Regions from separate parts of the Triticum aestivum genome. Here region 2 is linked to region 1. Evidence: chromatin contacts called from public Hi-C data. All regions are on one chromosome and are shown on one strand. The core of a region is the stretch at or near the end of the contact, and the rest is flanking DNA. Distances in the headings are between cores, read along the strand shown.

Region 1 (4,215 bases), core at 1,408-3,907:
TAGCCCCACGCCAGCCCCTCCGTGTAGTCAGCCCCTCGCCGGTGGCGACCACTGCCCCCCTAGCGCTGGCCACGCCGGCCGCGTCAGCCACCCCTCTCCATGTGGTGGACACCCGCTAAACATAACCACCACACCGTCCCATTTCTTTTCGGGTTTCCGATCATGGCACTTCCAGACCTCAACTTTCAGGTTTGGTTGGATTTTGAAGACAATTTGTGCTCGAGCAGGGTTGGTCGTTCGGGATTCTTTTTGGTGGCTTAATTTTCTAGACCAAAAAATTGTCTCAATGTTGACTCAGTTGGTCTGATCCTTAATCTTGCTTCAGAGGAAATGCTATTCGTTTCAAAGTGTCTTTCCTTAGAAACTGGTGTTTCAAGTTCTTTATCTCCTCAAAAGATGTGGGTTTATCCATCTACAATGGTGGATATATTGCAAATACCACATTCAATCTTCATTTATATCTTTGGTTATATGGTAGCTCAAATTTTCAAAAGGAATTTGAACTATATTGCTGGAACAGGAGGCTAAATGGACCACGGTCTCCAAATCGAAGAAACATGGTAAACCTTTTGCAGATGCGGTTCTTCTCAGTTTTTTGTGAATTTTTATCGTGATTATTCAAAGAGGTTTTCCTTGGATCATCGTCAATCTTGGTATTCTTCAGCTTTTAATTTGCCCGAATTACCAAATACTACCTCCGTCCTGGTTTATTAGTTTCCATTGTATTTTGTGTCAAAATTTGACAATCAATTAACTAACAAAATGTTCATGCATGTCACAAAAATTTGTATTATTGAAAACTATGTTTAAATACGAATTCAACGGTATAATTTTTGTTAACATGCATTAAAATTTTGTTAGTTAAATATTTGATCAAAATTTTGTACAAATTACAAAGGGAGCCAATAAATCAGGACGAAGGTAGTAATATGGTAACGGTAGAGCCTTCAAAGAGAATTAACAAGACGGGATCTCAGAAGGTTCAATATTTCAAATCTGGCAATAAAGATCTTCCTGGCCCAACATGAGGTCAAAGCCATTTTGTGTGTGATGTCTAATGGTGGGCCATTTCGGCCTGAATGCAGGATTTTACGAGATGGGCACGTGTGGCAAGTTCCCGCTGGTTTATGTCCTAAAAAAAAGGTTCCCGCTGGTTTATGTCCTAAAGAAAAAGTTCCCGCTGGTTTATGTCCTAAAAAAAAAGTTCCCGCTGGTTTAAGAAAGCTCCACCTTATTCGTAGATTTTTTTTACATGACTTATACACTGCAGATTTTATTTGGAGTACGGATACTCACTGCAGATTTTATTGTAACAACAGTACGGGTGCATAGAAAAAAATCCTAGCTACATCCGCAGCCTAATTAACGAACGTCATGCTCATTGCCGTTTGCCCTGGCAGGCCCGCCGCAGAGGCACGGGAGGGTCGGAGAGCGCGCCATCCACGATCTGATCGAAGACGAACTTGTTGGCCGCCTCGGTGAAGTGCACGCCGTCCCAGCTCACGCTCCTGGACGGGTCCTTGCACGACTTCCCCGCCAGCGCCGACGTGCCGTTCGCCTGCACCTTATCGCCGCACCGGATGTCCCTGTCGAAGTTGTACTCGCCGCCACCGTACCCGCAGCACACGCGCAGGGGGTCCCCGAAACCGAGCTTCTTGGCCTGGCTTATCAGCCTGTACTTGGCGGCATAGATGTCAACGTAGGTGAAGGCGGCGCCGGGGAGCGTCGCCCTGAGCCTCGCCACGGTCTCCTTGAGCCGCGCGTTGAAGAACCGGGCGCCGGCGTTGAGCGCGACCGAGCAGCCGGCGGCGTCCTTCTCCGCGGCGAGGTCCGGGCGGAAGACCAAGGCGTACGGCAGGCACCCGAGCGGCGCCGTGTTGTGCACCCAGAAGTATCTCCCACCAAGGTCGTACACGGCCTGGATCGCGGACGAGATCCTCTCCATTAGATCGGGGACGTAGGCCGCGACTTGCTCGGTGGTCATGTTGTCGAAGTAGCCCACGGTGAGGTCGTTCTGGCCGATGTCGAAGGTGTAAAGCGCCTTGGAGACCAGGTGCTCTGGGTTCGGCAGGATCTCCCGGTAGATTCCACCTATGTTGTTGTAGATGAACTGGCTCCTGTTGATGAACTGCTGCAATTGCCAGATCTGGACGTCCAAGGAAATGGGGCTGTACCCGGAGGTCCACAAGCTCCCGTTCACCCGTCTGATGGTTCCGGCGGCACTGGCGAAATTGGCTCCCTGCGTGAAGTTGCTCCCGAGTGAATCCAGATACGCACTCAGGTAACGTAGCCCCAGGCTTTCAGCTGCAATAGAAAAATCTATAGTTTTGAGTTGTTTGCTCAGAAAAAAGCTGCTACGCTTGAGATGTTGTGGATAGACGTACGTACCCATGAAGTCGATGGTGAGGCGTCCGTCGCTTTGCCGCCCGGCCGGCATGCCGAAGAAGGTCCGGCCGTAGGGCGGCTGCACCGCCGGGAAGAGGGCTGGGAAGGCTCCCGTGTCCGAGTTGGAGTCACCGAGGTTGAAGATCGCCGGGAAGGCACACGGCGAATCATCGGAGCGCGCCCCCGCCCCCGCGGAGAGTTCTAGCATCACCAGCAACACGGCGGGCATGAGTTTGGTCGCCATGGTAGTGCAACGTTGAGCTGAAGCCGTTTAATTCCAGCCGCTCGTCCGGTGGTGCGAAAATGATTTATACTACACGCTGGCCGGCTGGTCAGAGTCCAGCATCCGTGTTGATCTTCTGCTCCGACGCGGCAGCGATTTTCCTGCTACCAGAATATTAAGTGTCACATGCATTACTGTTGGGCTGGTCCGGTTTTTTCCTTTTCTTTTTAAGAAATGGGATGGGAGTGGTCAGAATTCATACACGCCGGCACCGGCAGGTCGTCGGAGTCCAGCACCCGTGTTGGACTGCTGCTCCGACGTGATCCTATTTCCTAAAGAGATCGAAGGGCAGAGAAGATTCAGCCAGGATAGCTGCGTACGTCTTGCTGACAAGTATGCACCACCCGAGTCATATCCAGAGAGTGACGGGACTATCACCGTGTGTACGTGGCAGGCAGGTTAGGACAAGCAACTAGGCGTGCTTTACCCGTGATTGCTCTCTAGTACAGTATTCGACGTTTAATTCCACGATGATGTGGCCAAAACCGTCATTACTTCTGCCTGAGAGATTGCGCAGAACAAAGAAAAAGAATAGGCGTGATGTAAGAAAAATATTGAATTCAAGAAAGAAGAAGGAAGAGAAAGAAGCATCATTTTTTTCATAAATATAAATTGTGAAGGCTTCTTTGCATATAATATGAACGTATGCAAGTTTCATAAACTTTGGTGAAGTTTGAACCCTAAAATAAATTCATAACCTAAAACTTAGAAACATGATGAATGTTAAAGGCGATCTAAATAATTTCTTATACCCATAATATGATGCAGAAAAGACTCATATATTTGCAGAAGAAAGTGCTCGATCTTTCGATTCAGGAGTCTAGACTTCATCGCGGCAAACTTCGCCTCGCTTCGGCTGCTTGCCTCTCATCTCTCCTCCCTTCAACTGACGGCCTCCCTTGCTTACATTGCCAAGACAAGGAATGCAACGGCAAGGAGAAACTTCGCTCAACAAATCGGGGCCAAAGGGCAAGGCGCTACCGGAAAACGGCTCTACGCCGACGGCCAAAACTATCGACGGCTGCCGTCGGCCTACTTGGATCTATGCCGACAGCCTAGTCCTGGCCGTCGGCTTATCCTGGCCGTCGGGCTACCCCTATCTACGCCGATGGCAACCGTCGGCACAGATCAGCCATCGACCTAGATTAATAAACGCCAACAGCGGCCGTCGGCATAAGTCAGCCGTCGGCGTACATGTGGGCCCGGCGACCCCGCCCGTGACCAGCGGCTAACGGCGTCAAAGCTATGCCGACGGTCGGGATAGGCGGCCGTCGGCATACCTCCGCACGCCACGTCACTGATCCGCGGCATAGATATGCCGACGGCAGCCGTCAGCATAGGCAACACGTCATCGATCCGTGGCACGACGCCCGCCTAAACCCAGCCGTATCTATGCCGACGGCAATGGCGTCGGCATAGTTATTTTTTTTACATGTGTTTTTTTACATATGTTTTTATGCTTTTTTAGATATGCTTTTATGCTTTTTTACATATGTTTTTATGCTTTTTTATGTATCATATGAATATATGTGTAGTTTGTAATTTTT
Region 2 (4,710 bases), core at 814-3,313, 220 kb after region 1:
CATTGGTAATGCTTTGTACAAAAGGAGCCAAATCGTTATTACTTCTTACAAATTAAGGAGAGTGCAAAAGAACCAGACAAGTTATCAAGTAAAAGAATAGTATGTTCATGGAACAAAGTCCATACTACAGGTTTCTTTTCATCAAAGGAAAGAAAAGGGTACCGATAGAGTGAATTGGTCAAGTATGTGCAGAAGGAATCAAATAGTTCATTTCATAAGATGTCCATGTAAAAGGACAGAACCAAAAAAATATAAGTACGTATTAAGTGACCACTAGGGTAATGGCAAGGCAGTAAAATAGCTTACAGCATATAGCGCTTCAAGCTTTGAATTATTTCTCAGTATCTCGAGCACTGTCCTGTATGTCTCCCACAGAAACTTGAACCATGGAGTGACAAACTCTCTGTCTGATCTGTCCTTGCCTTTTTCACCGCTCACATAACTGAGCATCAAGTCCTCCGGGCGCTTGTCAGCTTCAAGATCTTCGACATCCAGAGCATCTTCCAGTGCTTGTGCCTGATTCCTGGCTTCCTCAGCTTTCTCATTGGACAGCTGCATAAAGTGTTTTATGACCTCCTCCAGAGATGACACGTTGACTTGCTGGCAGACAATTCTGTACTGAATAAGGCCATCTTTGGCAAATCTGCCCTTCCTTAGATCTACACACAGCTCGACATACTTCATCATGATCTTCTCAAGAGGCTTTTGCCATGATCTGTATCTCTTTGATGTAATGAGATCATGCAGCGCCTGCAGCGCTGCCTGCTTTTGTCCAACATGTATCAACTCTGCAGTAAACCAAAGGTGGTAAACAGTGTGAAAATCATTTAGTAAAATATGAAAAAATTGCCCAAGATCTGCATATCAAGAGAAGCACTGTGACTACATTTTAGCGCGAGAAGTGTGTAATTCCCTTGAAACATCCTAATCAGTTCAGATAAAATGAAGCTTAAGGCACAAGTTCGCGGTTGCTGAACTGTGTTACGTTGTGCTTTATTTTATAATCAGTTGTGGAAACATATCCTTGAAACTAGTGATAAGTTGGTTAACCAAATACTAAAGTAGGCAAAAGCTGGTTGGAGGAACTGGATTATCATAATCAACCACAATGTCAAACGCAGCACAAGTCAACAGATATTGGGCTTTTGCATAGCTAAGTGGTCTTAGTGGAAAAGGGAATAAAAATGTACACAACAAAGAGAGCAACTTATCATACACTGAAATTCTCAGAAGCAGGTCAGGAACGTAGGCATAAGCACAAACGCCCAACCAGCCTATGAAATAAGCCAGAAGACCCAACCAAATTGCACATATAAATCCAGTACTTGTGACACAATCTAGCCTATGCAATATGGACTCGGTGAATCCAAATTAACTCAATTGTTTCAAATGTACCGCTCATGGATTCGTTATACATTTCGTGACCATGTGAGATTGATTGAACTAACAAATGGACCAGACAGTACAGCCCGTCGTCGCCCTAAGTTCCTGTGGGCATCACAGAGACACCACGGCAACAGAAATCGGAAACCACAGCAGATAAAATTGAGCGGCCGAACTGAGACAAGGTCCCGGTGACTCACCCTCCGCTCTCTTGAGCGCGTTCTCAGGCTTCGCGAAGGTCGCCATGGTCGGGGCGCGGGGTCTCCGGGGGCGATCTACTCCTGCATCCCAGCCACAAACAACAGAGGAAGCCGGATTAGCTCACGGATTCACGGCAAATCAACGGCGAAACATGCATCCAACGCCGGACTCCGACGAACGGCCGGTCCGATTGGGAAATCCCGGGAAAAAAATCGCCGAAAATGACGGAGGAGACACTATATCTGATGAGGTATGGAGGCAGGGGGCGGCGACGGCCGTCGGGGGTGGAGAGCGGGGGTACCTGTAGATCGCCGGAGACCGGGGGCGGAGGGCGGCGGAGACGGGGGCGCGGGAGAGGATCTGGAGGCGGAGGAGGGAGTGGATGTGGCGGCGGCGGGGAGGAGGTAGGGTTTATTAGGGTTGCGTGGGGTGCGAGCCGGGGTGATGAGGTGGAGAGAGGAAGAAGATGCGGGGGGGTGTTTGAGGAATTTTGTTCATGCCACGGCTCTCGGCGCCCGTTTCGCGGCCGTCCGATGGTGGGACGGGCGGCTGGGATCAGGTGGTGGCTCTCCCTGTCCCGTTCCAGAGGCTGTGCTGTCGCCAGCGGGACGGGGTAATTTGGCTGGAAGCAGGGGAGGTTTGACCAAAAGTCAGGGCCCAAGTTCGGTTTTTTTCTGAGTCCATGATCCGGCCTTTGTTCGAATGGGTCTATAGGACCAACAGCACGAATTTCAGCCCGGAAGCCCATTGTAACCCACGTAAAAAAAATGTGCGGCCTTATGAAATTTAAATCATAATGACGATTTCCCCTAAAAAAACACAAGTATGTTGTTTTTGCCTGCTAGTCTCGGGTTTGGTTCAGAATGATTGCTGGCTCAAAAAAATAAGATGACATGTTGCGCCTTTGGCGCAAAGACTAACTGAAGTGGATGATTCGGCCTTTGGCGCAAAGATTGATTGCGTCCATGATTCGGCGTTTGTTCGAATGGGTCCATGGGACCAGAAATGGATGCTTATCCTACCCAACAACACAAATTTTCCTTTTTCTTTAAACACCAATTTCAACCGGAAACCCATTGCAACCCATGTGCGTCCTAATGAAGTCTATAACATAATAATGATTTTCCACTAAAAAACACAATTACTATGTTTTTTATGCTTCAGAACCATTGTTGGCTCCAAAAAAGATATATGACCCGTTACGCCTTTGGCGCAAAGACCAATTGAAGCCAAGAATACAAGAAACTTATGAACAACATATTTTATGAATGATCCGCAAAGAGGCAAAAAAAGAATGTAACTAAGAACATAGACGAATTATTTGAAGGATGTTTTTATGTGAATTGTCAGGAAGTGATTATGTTTGTATTGCGTATTATTTGGCTTCTATTCGCTAACAACAGACAATGATGATCGTTGTACATGTCATTCTTTGGGTGATATAAAAGTCGTTGAGCTTGAGCAGGTGAACTGAAATTTTATTTTCATATTATAGTTGGGTAGATAGAAAACCCGACTGCCTCCTCCCTCGGCAAATAACCTAAATCATTAGAACCGGACACCCCTCCCCGAAACCACGTGAGCACAAGGAACCCAGGATAATTGACCAGACGATTGACGGATTAGGGAAGAGTGCGATCAGCGAGCACGTGCAGTGTACGTGTTAGCCAGCTTGGTCGCGGTGTCGAAAGGACGAGGAGACATGGTGAAATACGGCATCTAGGTAGCCGTAGCGGTCAAAGTTCGACAAACATCTCGAATCATGACGTCCGAGGAAAATACTCACCATTAGGTTGCTTCATCCTTACACTTAACGGTACCCAAACACTCTTACAAGAAGAGCAAGCAAGATTTTTGGCTCCATTAACGGAGAGTCTTATACAAACAGAGAGGTCTTTCACATTATCACACTTTATTATTGTATCTATCTTGCCTGGTTACTTTTATCTTTTTGCTTTGCTTGTATCTTTGCTTGCTTAGAAAAAATACCAAAAACGTCTTTAATTGCTGATCATGTTCTTGCTGCAAAACATGTCTACTACCGAGAATACAAAGTTTTATGATTTTACTAATACCAATAATAATGATTTTATTATTACTCCTATTGCTACTCCCGCCACTAGTCCAAAGTCATATGAATTAAACCTGCTATGTTAAATCTTGTTATGAAACAACAGTTTTCTGAAAATTATAATGAAGATGTTGCTGCTCGTCTTAATAATTTTGTTGAACTTTGTGATATGAAAATATAAAGATATAGACAATGATGATATTACAAAACTGAAATTATTTCCTTTCTCCATAAGAGATAGAGCTAATAAATGATTATTGTATTTGCCTACAAATAGCATTAGTCAAAAATGTAAAAACACCTTTATTGGAAAGTATTATCTTCCTGCAAAAATTATTTATTTGAGAAATCATACTATGAAGTTTAAACAACTTGATCAAAAACATGTTTGGTTGGTTGCTTGGTTCTGATTTTATATGTGTTGGCTTGCGCTTTAAATGTTTTGGTGGTGTTTTTTTCATTTGTATATCGAGTTGGGTTGTTGTTGGAGATGGTATTTGTTCTGATAATACAGTAGATTTGTCTATGCATGATTATCGTGTCCTTACACGTTTCGGTCCTGGTGTCAGTCGATGGTGGTTTGCTGCTATAACACTCACATGCAGGCCATTATACTCTTGCATAGCGTGGTTCCCTATTCCGCTCGCTCGCTTAGCTTTTTGCACCCCTCATTCCCCTTGTAACTCGGAAAAAAATCATCTATCATTTTATTCAAAATGTTCATCAAATCAAGAGATGTTCTTAGATTTTAAGATTGTTGCTAATTAAAAAAACATAAAATTGAAAAGATATCCATGACTTTAAAACTATTTAATGGCACACATGTTAAATGTTTGCGAACTTTAAAATATACATAACTTTTTAAAATATTGATGATTTTGGAAAAATAATTAAGAATTTTAAAAATATATTTTCCAAATGTTCACGATTTAAAATATGAAAAGAAAAACACGGAAAAATAAGAAACAGGAAAAGAGAAATAAAAATAAGAACAAAAAATGTATCAAGACCGGTAGAAAAAACACAAAAAGAACGAAAAAATACTAGAACCTTGC

The links. Hi-C and Micro-C count contacts between places; a contact is called where the count stands out from the background.
Region 2: a Hi-C map of leaf shows a contact between it and region 1, with 2.6 times the contacts expected there. The contact joins the promoter of LOC123059857 here to the promoter of LOC123057563 in region 1. A contact is called at or near these places in 2 of 5 Hi-C or Micro-C datasets (both in leaf) and 1 of 1 datasets of contacts at active chromatin or transcription factors (leaf).

What each region holds. Positions count from the first base shown.
Region 1 is chr3A:13,587,678-13,591,892 of IWGSC CS RefSeq v2.1, forward strand. It overlaps LOC123057563 (GDSL esterase/lipase ACHE), which reads right to left and starts at 2,658. Exons shown (of 2, transcript XM_044480508.1): 1 at 2,389-2,658; 2 at 1,215-2,304. The coding sequence starts at 2,629. The coding sequence ends at 1,379.
Region 2 is chr3A:13,805,092-13,809,801 of IWGSC CS RefSeq v2.1, forward strand. LOC123059857 (eukaryotic translation initiation factor 3 subunit A) reads right to left here and starts at 2,064. Exons shown (of 14, transcript XM_044482384.1): 1 at 1,886-2,064; 2 at 1,584-1,664; 3 at 307-788. The coding sequence starts at 1,629.